Regions from separate parts of the Zea mays genome. Here all the other regions are linked to region 3. A link is a contact called in public Hi-C data. All regions are on one chromosome and are shown on one strand. Each heading gives the region's core, a stretch centred on a gene start, on an enhancer-like site or on the middle of the called end of the contact. The rest is flanking DNA. Distances are from core to core; before and after follow the strand shown.

Region 1 (3,753 bases), core at 804-3,303, 150 kb before region 3:
GCGGTCTAAGCATCTCTATTGTCCCTGGTGCGGGCTTCGGTGGCTCTTCGCGGACGATAGAGCCAACCGCCGCTGGGCCAGACCGTCCGGCCTCAAGCTTGAACTGTCCTGCGTGCGCATGGGCATGGGTTGTTCCCATAGAGGTGGTGGAGGATTTGGCTGTCCGGTGTAAGAATTCATCGGCATCCCATAAAGTGGCTGTGATTGGGCAATGCCCATTTGCAGCCGATAGATCTTGTGGGTTTTCTTTAGTTTCAACATCATGCGATGGAAAATTAGTAATGGCAGATTTATCAAACGCACGTGATAGCCTCCTATAATCCTCTTGCACACTCCTAGTATTTGTTGCATCTGTTCCTGCTGTTCATCTACGTAAGATCGAAGAGCTTGGATGTTGTTCGTGTTACTTACATCGGGTAGCTGCAACATGTCAGAGTGACGCCAGGTTAGTCTCTCGTATACGGACGACTTTCTGATTCCTGTCCATCTTGAAATTGGCCAGGCACATCGCCTTGGCCTCCTTGATCAGCTACTCCATGTGCTCCTCGAGTTCTTGCTGATATTCAGCCGATAGAGTCTCCATAGTCGGCTCGATGATATTGCTAGGGGAAACATCGGAGTGGTACATGGAACCGACCATTAGGGGCCAATTTCATGAATCCAAACGCCTTGTCCCCAGCGCAGTCGCTAAAAAGTGTGTTAGCGCCGATCTGGACGCCAATAACCGAGAGTTATACTGGCGACGGTGCTCTTTGCGGTGGCGCGGACGCTCTGTGGCCTAGGGTCGGATAGTCTGCGACCTGGCGGTAGGAGTGGGTCTTCCTTGTGTTGAGCCAACGCTTGGTGGCCGAACGGTTCGCGCGTGCAGTGGGGTGGCGGCGTTTGCCAACAACACCTTGATCTCGTCCCTCGGGAGGGACCCTGTCAGAGTGATGAGATTCTAGGTTTGTCTTGGGATTGGCAAGCCACCCAAGATGCCTCCATACGATGTAGAGTCGAAGAGAGGTGAAGATGGAGATGAAGAATGCTACATTACTGCTACTCTTAGGGCAAAAAAGTAAAGGAATTGATAAACTGGTTGATTGGTTCGATTGTTGGTGCGCGCAATCACCCGTACCCCTTTATATAGAGAGGTAGGTCTGGACACATTTCTAGGCGTTCTCTAACAGAATACACGAGTTTAAATAGATAAACATACAAAAAGGGGTAATCACGTCTAATCTCATCTAATCGCGGATCGTCCGTAGCCCGAGCTGTACAGCCACGTAGCCATACTTTCCGACTTTTCTCAGGTGGCATATATATATGGTGCTCAACACATAGATAGGGCATCTTTGATGCATATGCGCCATGTATCTATCTTCACTTGAAAGCAAACTTTCGTGTGCCGACAAAGCCTTGATGCTGCAGAGGAGAGGCAGCGTTTGCTCGTGAGAGTGTGAGACGGTGGTGGTGGGGCTCCGAGGGAGGACAGAATCCAATCCAAGGCGCAAGCAGGCGAGAAGGGTGAGAAAACAGCAAGAGAACAACAGCAATGCAATACAATGCACGAGAAATCAATGCGATGGCGGACAGCCCTTTGCTTCTCTCTCGTCTTCCTTTTCCACCTTTTTTTTTCGTTACATCAAAAGAAAATGTTTCTTTCTCTCTCTCAAGAAAAAAAAACTCTATCCTTTTGAGAGGGTTGTAGTTGAGCTGTTTCGCTTTTGCCCCGCCTACTGCTGCTGAAAGATTCTCCCTCTCTTCCAGGTCAAAGAAGTGAAAGCAAAAGCAGCAAACAATTGGGGTGGTGAGTGGTGACATGGAGGATGCAAAAGAAGATGCTGCCATGGTGCCATGGCCAGGCCTGGCCCTGGCCCCCAGCTGCCTCACGCGCCATATTCCCTTGCCTTGCCCGCCGATTCGACCCCGGGCGTATCCATCCATCCATACATATGCCGCTGCCCGCTGCAGGTGGAGACGGAATATCTCCGAGCGGTGCTCTGGTGGAGTCACACGAAAGGAACCGACCGGCCGCCTATCTATAAGAGCCCCCGCGCAGCTCGCAGTGGCATCTGGCATTCGATCGATCACCTTGCTGCTGCTGCTGCTGCTGTCGCTGGTTGGCCAGGAGCACACCAGCTGCTTGCTGTGTCGCCGTCGTAGAAGCAGCCGCGCGCTGTCGTCGTCGTCTCGTCCGCGACGCGACCACTCCGGCGGCTGCTGCTGCCTCTCATGCTGGCCACGCCACCGACGCTTTTGTGATACCATACGAAGCGCCGCGGCGGGCACGTTGGAGATGTCGTCGCTGGGTGGGCAACAGCAGCACGGGCGCGGCGACGAGGCCAGGGCGCGGCTCAGGTGGACGCGCCAGCTGCACGGCCGCTTCGTGCTCGCCGTGGCCCAGCTCGGCGGCGCGGACAGTGAGTTCCTCTCATCTAAGTCGTCCGCCCACGAACTCGCAGCCAGAGCCTGTCCAGTCCTTTCTTTGACCGCTTGCTTGAATGCTACTACTACCGACGTCGGCTTTCGTTACCAAAACATTGCAGAGGCGACGCCCAAGTCCGTGATGAGGGCGATGGCCGTGTCGGGGCTCACGCTGTACCACCTCAAGAGCCACCTCCAGGTACCGTACATCCCGCCTCGGCCTCCGGCGAATTGTTCGTCTCTTGATTGATGATCCGTGCGCCGCTCAACTCTGCCTCCTGATCGACCCTTCGATCATGTGGTCCACACCACACCACACTGTCACTGCTGCTGCAGAGGTACCGGCTGGCGGTGAGCCAAGGCACCGCGTCCCCGGTGGGCGAGGGCGACAACGGAGGTGGCGCCAACGAGCGGTCGTCCTCCTCGGAGAGCCAGCTGGACGAGTACGACGACGGTTCCGTGGCCGACCTGCATGGTGATTCTTCCGGGAGCATGGCGGCGCGGGTGCAGAGAGAGGCGAAAAGGAAGCGGCATGAGCAGATGCAGATCGAGGTAAACGATGGGTCGGTGTCGGTCGATCACCATTCCGAGCTCGTGGTTTCTGATCAAGCTGCTGAGCTCGGTTCATTCATGCATGCCAGGTGCAGCGGCACCTCCAGCTGAGGATCGAGGCGCAGGGGAGGTACATGCAGTCCGTGCTGCGCCGGGCGCAGGAGGCCCTCGCCGACCACATACTGGGCTCGCCGGCCACCGGCGCGGAGGCAGAGCTCTCGGAGCTGGCCTCCGCGGTGGAGACCGGGACCGGGTGCCTGTCCTCCACTTCCTGCTGCTCCACCTCGCCTTCCCCGATGCGCCACCGCTCCGCCGACAGCTGCGTGACGTCCTCCTCCTCCTCCTCCTCCTCGGAGGCCGAGAGCCAGGCCCCCGCCGGCGCCAACACGTGCGCTGGTACGCGCGACTGCTCCGTCGAGCGGCCGGTGCAGGGCGAGGAGAGTACATTCCTGCAGAGGCACGAGGACGAGGACGAGGCAGAGGAAGCCGACGTTGGAGCTGCAGCTGCAGCTGAGGACGAGGACGGCACTTCGTCAGAGATTGATCTCAACAGGTAGGCGACGAAGATCCTGATCAGAAGCATCTGTGCTGCATGTGCCCAGCATCGGATGATTGGCGGGGTGGCCTTCAAGGTTGGGACTTGCTTGGGAGGGGGCAGGCTTTTGAGCAACGTCTGCTGCTGAAACAGCTGGCTACATACACTGCAAGTCTGCAGCGACCACACTGCTCTTCATTCCATAATATATGATATACATAATATTCCAATTTATGCAAATGGTTCTTCTGCTTCATGTA
Region 2 (3,472 bases), core at 384-2,883, 150 kb after region 3:
TCTCCAAATATGCTAGCAAGAAGGTCGTTCTACGTGATCGGCCAACAAAGAAACACTGGCACCCGCTAAAACAAAACGGCACAAAAAGCGAAGCAGCAAGCATCACCTAGTCATCCAGTGATGCCAGAATGATTTCACCCGGCTATTCATCATTGATATATTATCCTATTCAAATGTGGAACGGTACGACGTTGAACCCATGGTACATGCATAGTTCCTTTGCCTCTTTAGGCTAGGGACACCTCCATTCTATACCTTTTGATCTATTCATGAGATGGTCATAGCCAAGAAAGATGCAATCTGAAACTGCCTTTATGCATTGGAGCTCAATTGAACGATCACCCTATTGGATTGAAAAGCCGGTGACTTGCGTCGGACTTAATTCTTATTTCGGTAACAAGGTAACTTGTGAGATCTATTGTTTCCCGAAGGGTGCTGGTAGTACATATGCTTTTAGTTCGTCAACCTTTACCAAAAGGCAAGGGGGCATATGTTGAGTACAAAAATAACGTGCGGACGGTCGGACCCTGAGGCCAGATGGTCCACGGTCTGAATTGTCCGCCATAGCAGCACAGATGGTCCGCCCGTGCGCAGAATCAGTTAAGGTTCCGGATTTCTAGCGGGATTTGTTAGCAAAACCTGCGGGATTAACTTGAGAACCGACTTGTAATGGGTCCAGACCTCCACCCTTTTTATAGATGAAGGGGTACAACCGATTAAACCCCCACAATCGATCAAATCAATTATATATACTTATCATTTTTACCTTACGCATTAGGAGTAGCCCTAGTTTAGCCTTCATCTATCTCGAACCTTCACATCTCTTCGGCTCTATGTTAACTAGAGGCGTCTTGGGTGGTCTGCCAGCCTCAAGACACACCCTAAGATCTCTCCTACCTGACGAGGTCCCTCTCGGGATGCGAGATCTAGGTCTACTACGAAGAAGACAGCCCTCTACGCCATCTGGACCGTCCGAGCCCCAAGCGTAGACCTTCCAGACGTACGTAGAGAAGGAGCCGCTCTTGCGTTCAAGTTGTGGACTGTCTGGCCCAGGGCCGCGGATCATCTGCGCCTCCGCAGAGAGCACCGCTAGACGGTTCATTTCCCGGTGTTTAACGTCCAGATCGGCACCAACAGTAGGCAAGAGAAAAGAATTTCTCAAGAGAAACCAAGTAGCATGAAACTTTGTCTGTGTGTGTTAGGATTATGTCAAATTCAATGCAAAATGCATTTAGCGGCCACAAATCATATTAGAACCCCAAAGCACAAACTGACAAAAGCAATGCATAAAGCTACATGGGAAGGGATTTTTGGATCCAGAACCCTGGAGGAACATATCTTGAAGTTCATGCAGATCAAAGTAAAAGTTGGGCGTATTTTTCAGGCTGTTTTGTTTACCTGGGGAGGCTCAAACTGGTATATGAAGCACTGCTGCTTAGTTTAAGGATTGTTTTGACTGCCGTACCTGGGTGGTGTAAGTGTGAACCGAAAGGGACGGAGACAGTCTTATCTCTCCTAGATTGTCCTTATTGAGTCACTGATCCGCCATTTAAATAAACCATGACAGCTTCAAATAGAGAAGGAAGTACATACAATTGTTTAATCTTCAGGCTGGTGGGCCTCATCAAGCACCTCTGGCCTTCATATATAAACACAAGGTGTGTAATAGATTTGCAAGTGCAGTAGTATACAGTTCTTGGGTGTTGTCTTCACCTCAGCAGCTTCATCCCAGAAAGCCATTCACAAGATACCTTGTAAGTTTGTAACCAGGAGCAAGCAGGGGCTTCATCGCTTTAGTTTGCAAGGTATGGAGGAGAGGAATGGCACCAACATGGAGAAGTCAGATGAGATCCTGATGCCGGGTTTCCGGTTTCATCCCACCGACGAAGAGCTGGTCAGTTTCTACCTCAAGAGGAAGGTCCAGCAAAAGCCTATCTCCATCGAGCTGATCAGGCAGCTGGACATATACAAGTACGACCCGTGGGATCTCCCAAGTAAGAAGACGCCACACCTTCTTTCAGAACTCGTACTGCTCAGACCTTCTTTCTTGAAGTTTACGGTTTGTTCTTGTTCATTCATCAACAGAGCTTGCGAGCACCGGTGAGAAGGAGTGGTACTTCTACTGCCCAAGGGATCGGAAATACCGCAACAGCGTAAGACCAAACAGAGTGACGGCAGCCGGTTTCTGGAAGGCCACAGGGACAGACAGGCCGATCTACTCCTCCGAGGGCACCAAGTGCGTGGGCCTGAAGAAGTCCCTCGTGTTCTACAAAGGGAGAGCGGCGAGAGGGATGAAGACCGACTGGATGATGCACGAGTTCAGGCTCCCTTCGCTCGCCGATCCCTCGCTCCCCAAGCGTCCGATCGACAAGACCATTCCACTCAATGTAAGTAGCTAGCGTCTGCAGGCAATTTCACATTACTGTACAGTCCAAGAGCTAGATTCCAAACGTGGTTTTTGGCGCAAGCAGGACTCGTGGACTATCTGTAGGATCTTCAAGAAAACCAGTTCGCTGGCGCAACGAGCGCTGTCGCACACCTGGGGGCCCCCACTGCTGGGGGCAACAGAGGCAGATGATATGATCAACGCGTTGCAGTCAGTGCAGGCTTCAGAATTCGCTCTCGAGAGCTCACTGCAGGTTGCACCGGCTGCGCCTGCAGCAGGCCAGTTCAGCAGCAGGCATGGCTTGCATGTTCATGGCCAGCACCAGCAGAAGAAGGGTACCAACAGCCCGTCTCTGGACGGCTCCTCCTCATGCAAGCTCATCAACTTCACCAGCAGCAGCCCATCCGAGGAGGGACGACCCCAGAGCTTGAGCTTCCCAGTCACCTTCCCCTTTGAAGTGCAAGGGACGCACAAGACTGCAGCCGCCGCGCCAGTCTTCTTCGGCGCGCATCCTGATCATCACCTCGGTGGGTTCGTTGTCGACTCTTCTGCCGATGTCAATGGCGGCATCGTCGGTGGCAGGAGCCAGGACTCGTCCACCAGGAAGCCCAGCAATAATGGCTTCAGCACCAGCAGCGGTGACTGGGAAACTGCGGGGAGGGTCAGCTTCCCTTTTGATCTGGGTGCAGATTCTTCAGAGGAGTGGAGGTGCAACATACCCTGGGAGTCCTTGCTGACCCCGGCTGCTGTCCAGGCTGAGCTGCTGCCACACTAGGGCAGGGCAGCGGCATTTAGCAATTGCATTGCATTACGGAGAGTATCTCATAGGTTTACATGTACAGTCTACAGGTGCTGTGAGTGTGAGTTTCCTTCATCTGTTAGCATTTCTGTTAGCTGCAGAAACATTTTTTTTTGGTTCAGTTTTGGTTAGGAATGCCATGTACATACCACGAGCTATGTAGCATTGTTAACAGCAAAGCTAACAGAGAGAAGGAACCTTGTGTTGTACGTACACTATTCAGCTCTTTGAATACTTCAGTGCAAGTTTGAATACTTTATTGCGTCAAAACACTGGGGCCAGTCTGC
Region 3 (3,447 bases), core at 569-3,068:
GATTGGGAGTTTCTACCTGGCTCTTACTGTTATGTTTTTTTCTGCCTGGAAGGCAGTCAAGGCGTGCATTTGTTACGCTTCAGTATATTGTCTTCTAGCTTGTTGCTTGTACGCCAGATCTGAAAAATTACATCGTCTTCTAGCTTGGGCGGCAAATCTGAAAATGGAATGCGCTGCCCGTGCACGCTTTGGTTTCGTATCCGCGGCCTGAATGCGATGCCTGTCGCGTCGACAACAAGAAGCACATGTGTGGTTGGTTGTGCAGTGTTTGTGGTTTGCAGTTGCTGAAGGCATGATGCGTGCAACAAGACAACACGTGTGACTGAACTTATGAATTGTTCTCTGAATGTTATGTTATGATCAACATAATAAATATGGAACACCGATCGCCTCCTTTTATTTGCAAAAAAAAAACTTTGAAGAATGGGGAATGAACATTCCATTATCCTCTTGCATAGAATGCAAGCAAAAGGACTAGCAGTATATTGCAGCAACTGACGTGAAGAGTGAGTTAGCTTAGAAAGCCGGGAACTCGATCCGGTTGCCGCAGGGCCTGCCGCTGGGGAGGACGGGGCAGTCGACGAAGCTGTCGCCGGCGGCGTCGACGCAGAAGTAGAGCTGGTAGAGCTGGCTGTTGCCGGCCTCGTCGCGGTTGCACTCCACGTAGGGCTCGAAGCCGGTGCCCTGGCGGATGGCGCCCTTGATCTGGCTCAGCGTGTAGTAGCCGCCGTCGGGCTTGACGCCGGCGGAGGTGAGCGCGCCGAGGACTCCCAGCTGGTCGCGGAGGCGCAGCGCGGCCTGGAAGTAGCCGTGCTCGTCGAAGACGTCGGCTGCGCAGGTGCCGTGCTTCTCCCACTCGTGGCCCCAGAAGCGCAGCCCGTCGTTGGACGGGCACGCCAGCGTCGGCCACTTGGCGCGGAGGCTGCTCAGCAGGTCGCTCACCTGGAACGTACAGTACATGCCAGCATCAGTCAGCATCGGATTTTTTTTTTTTTTTTTGCCAATAGCAGAGAACAGAAAGACCTCGCCGAATGAACAGCAAAAGCGCCAACAATCTAAAGCGTAACGTACGTCGTGAGGACACAATGCAAAAGACGTACGTGTTGGCACTTGGCACGCGCGGATGAAACCCAAGAACACGCCGCCGCGGCATGATCAAACACATGCGGGGCGGGGCGGCGCGAGAGGAAGAGGGGAAGGGGAAGATGAAGAATCGCGTGTGCATGCACCTTCGACGGGTTGAAGGCGTTGTCGGGGCTGCAGTTCTGCGGGTACGTGCCGTCGTCGCGGTTGGGCCAGAGGCCGTGGATCCCGAAGTCCGCCGCCGGCTTGCCGGACTTGGGGTAGCAGCAGCTCTGCTTGGTGTCGCAGTAGGCCCCCGGCCACTGCAGCACGAGGTAGAAGAAGTCGTAGTCCTGCGCCGCCGCGCGCCCGGCGACGGCCAGGACGACCAGCAGGACGAGGGGCAGGGAGAGCCGGCGCGCCGCCGCCATGGCCGGCCGGATAGCGCTGGTACGGGTTGGTTCTTGGGAGCTAGATGGACGGGTGGACAGAGTAGAACTTTGTTGCTTGCAGCGCAGGGATCGAGGTGGGAGATGAAGGTTGCGAGGCGCTGGGGGTGCGAATTTATAGGAAGCTTTGGGCGTGGGATCGGGAGGCAGCTAGGGTGGATGTGGATCCACGGCAAGGCGACGGTGGCGCGCACGCATGCGTATGGCAACAAAATGGCAGTAGCGCGCGGGGGCATATTCCCACGGGGACGAAGAAAAAGGAAACGGAAACCTAATCGTGCAATTCAAGAAGCGAGTGATCGCTTGCTTGCCGCAGCCTGCTGCAAGACATGGAAGCTAATTAACGAGCGGCCGGCTGGGGTTGATAGGTGTGGAAGGCAAGTAGGGCCGTTTAGCTGGAGAGTGACAGGGAGCTCGACATGCATGCATGGCTTGTGTGTGTTGTGGACTTGTGGTCGGCACGGCGGGACCACTCAGTCTGAATAATCCGACCTGCGCGCAGCGTTCACGCTTCACGGACGGTTTTCTTTATTTATTTGGAATCCGTTTCTACTTATCATTGAACTAAAACTAATGAACGGATGGAAAATAATGCATACAGTGGATATTATTTGGTAGTGCTGGATATCGAGCCGACTCGACTCGACTCGACTCGACTCGACTCGACCCGACCGAGACCAAACTGGCTTGTTAAGATAACACTTGAATCGACTCGTGAAGGGACCGAGCCAGATAACTAGCTCGGTTTGACTCATTTGCGAGCTCGAGTTGGCTTTAGCTTGTTTAGCTCGCGAACCATAACAAAAAAAACAATATAATCAATTACTATTTAATTGTAGACCAATTTAATATTAGAAAAGATTAATAATACTCACAATTTCACGTACCACGTCAATCCAACATCAAATTATCAAATTTCATCACTTATTAGTTCATCCATTACAAGTGCGGGGGTATGTTTTTTGCTCATTTAAGTTAGCGAGCTCGACTAGTTAACAAACCGAACTGAGATGTTAGCTTAACTCGTGAAAGGTTTGAAACGAGCCGAGTCGAGCCCTAGTCAAACCGACCACGAGTCGAACGAGCTCACGGGACATGAGTATTTTGTCCAACCCTACTACTTTCTCGAGAGAGAACATTTACAGATTTACTCTTCCTTTTTGGGTTTCTGTAGAGAGGACTGTGGTCGAGAGTCCAACGCCGGTCTCCATCTCCAGTGACCAAGCGTGTAATCGAGGTTCCGCGCGCTTCTTTAATTTTCACACACACACCGCACACACAAAATAGGAGGATCGATGAGAAAAAAACTTGTGCACGATACGTGCGCAGTAGGGCACGTACGTCTCCTGGTTGGATATACCTTAGGGTGTACTGTTTGATTACACGGCGCGTAGGACCACCTCTTCGTTATCCCGGCGTGCTTTCCCGCTGCTGGGCAACGGCGGCGTACATACGTCGTGTCGCCGGTGAGCTTTCCTTGTCACGGTGGGGAAACAGGGGCGATCCAGCGGCCCAAGCGGCGGCAATCGTCATCGTGTACGTGGCGGCCGGAGCACGGACTTCTTTCTTATTTGGCAGCTAATAATAAGTATATATGAGACGTACGTGCCAACAAGGAGAAGAAGCCAGCAACAAGTTCTGCCACACACCATGGCAGGCAGGCAGGCAGGCAGCGTTACGCGACCATTTCACAGGAATCATGGTACCAACGGACCGCCATGTTGCTGGTGGAACCCCCTTAGCTTAGCTGGTGAATTGAAGCGGCCGACGTCACGTCACGTCACGTCACCGGCGAGGAACGTGGTCGGCTGTCGTGTGCGTGATCCAACAAAGCAGGATTAGGTCAAACGTAACACTTGTGAGTTGTGATGCAACAGAAAAGCTGTTCGTTTCGTGTTCGTCTCGCGTAACTCTCATCTGAGACGCCAAGTCTGTC

Evidence for each region. Hi-C and Micro-C count contacts between places; a contact is called where the count stands out from the background.
Region 1: a contact with region 3 is called in a Hi-C map of endosperm, with 2.0 times the contacts expected there. The contact joins the promoter of LOC100274073 here to the promoter of LOC100192110 in region 3. A contact is called at or near these places in 2 of 25 Hi-C or Micro-C datasets (bundle sheath and endosperm).
Region 2: a Hi-C map of ear shows a contact between it and region 3, with 2.5 times the contacts expected there. The contact joins the promoter of LOC103643272 here to the promoter of LOC100192110 in region 3. A contact is called at or near these places in 3 of 25 Hi-C or Micro-C datasets (ear, leaf and tassel).

Annotation. Positions count from the first base shown.
Region 1 is chr1:218,084,526-218,088,278 of Zm-B73-REFERENCE-NAM-5.0, reverse strand. LOC100274073 reads left to right here and starts at 2,053. Exons shown (of 4, transcript NM_001353587.1): 1 at 2,053-2,402; 2 at 2,529-2,605; 3 at 2,743-2,958; 4 at 3,048-3,751. The coding sequence starts at 2,279. The coding sequence ends at 3,515.
Region 2 is chr1:217,781,758-217,785,229 of Zm-B73-REFERENCE-NAM-5.0, reverse strand. It overlaps LOC103643272 (transcription factor JUNGBRUNNEN 1), which reads left to right and starts at 1,633. Exons shown (of 3, transcript XM_008666436.3): 1 at 1,633-1,994; 2 at 2,086-2,387; 3 at 2,472-3,472. The coding sequence starts at 1,808. The coding sequence ends at 3,161.
Region 3 is chr1:217,936,744-217,940,190 of Zm-B73-REFERENCE-NAM-5.0, reverse strand. LOC100192110 reads right to left here and starts at 1,818. Exons shown (of 2, transcript NM_001137533.1): 1 at 1,230-1,818; 2 at 399-942. The coding sequence starts at 1,493. The coding sequence ends at 517.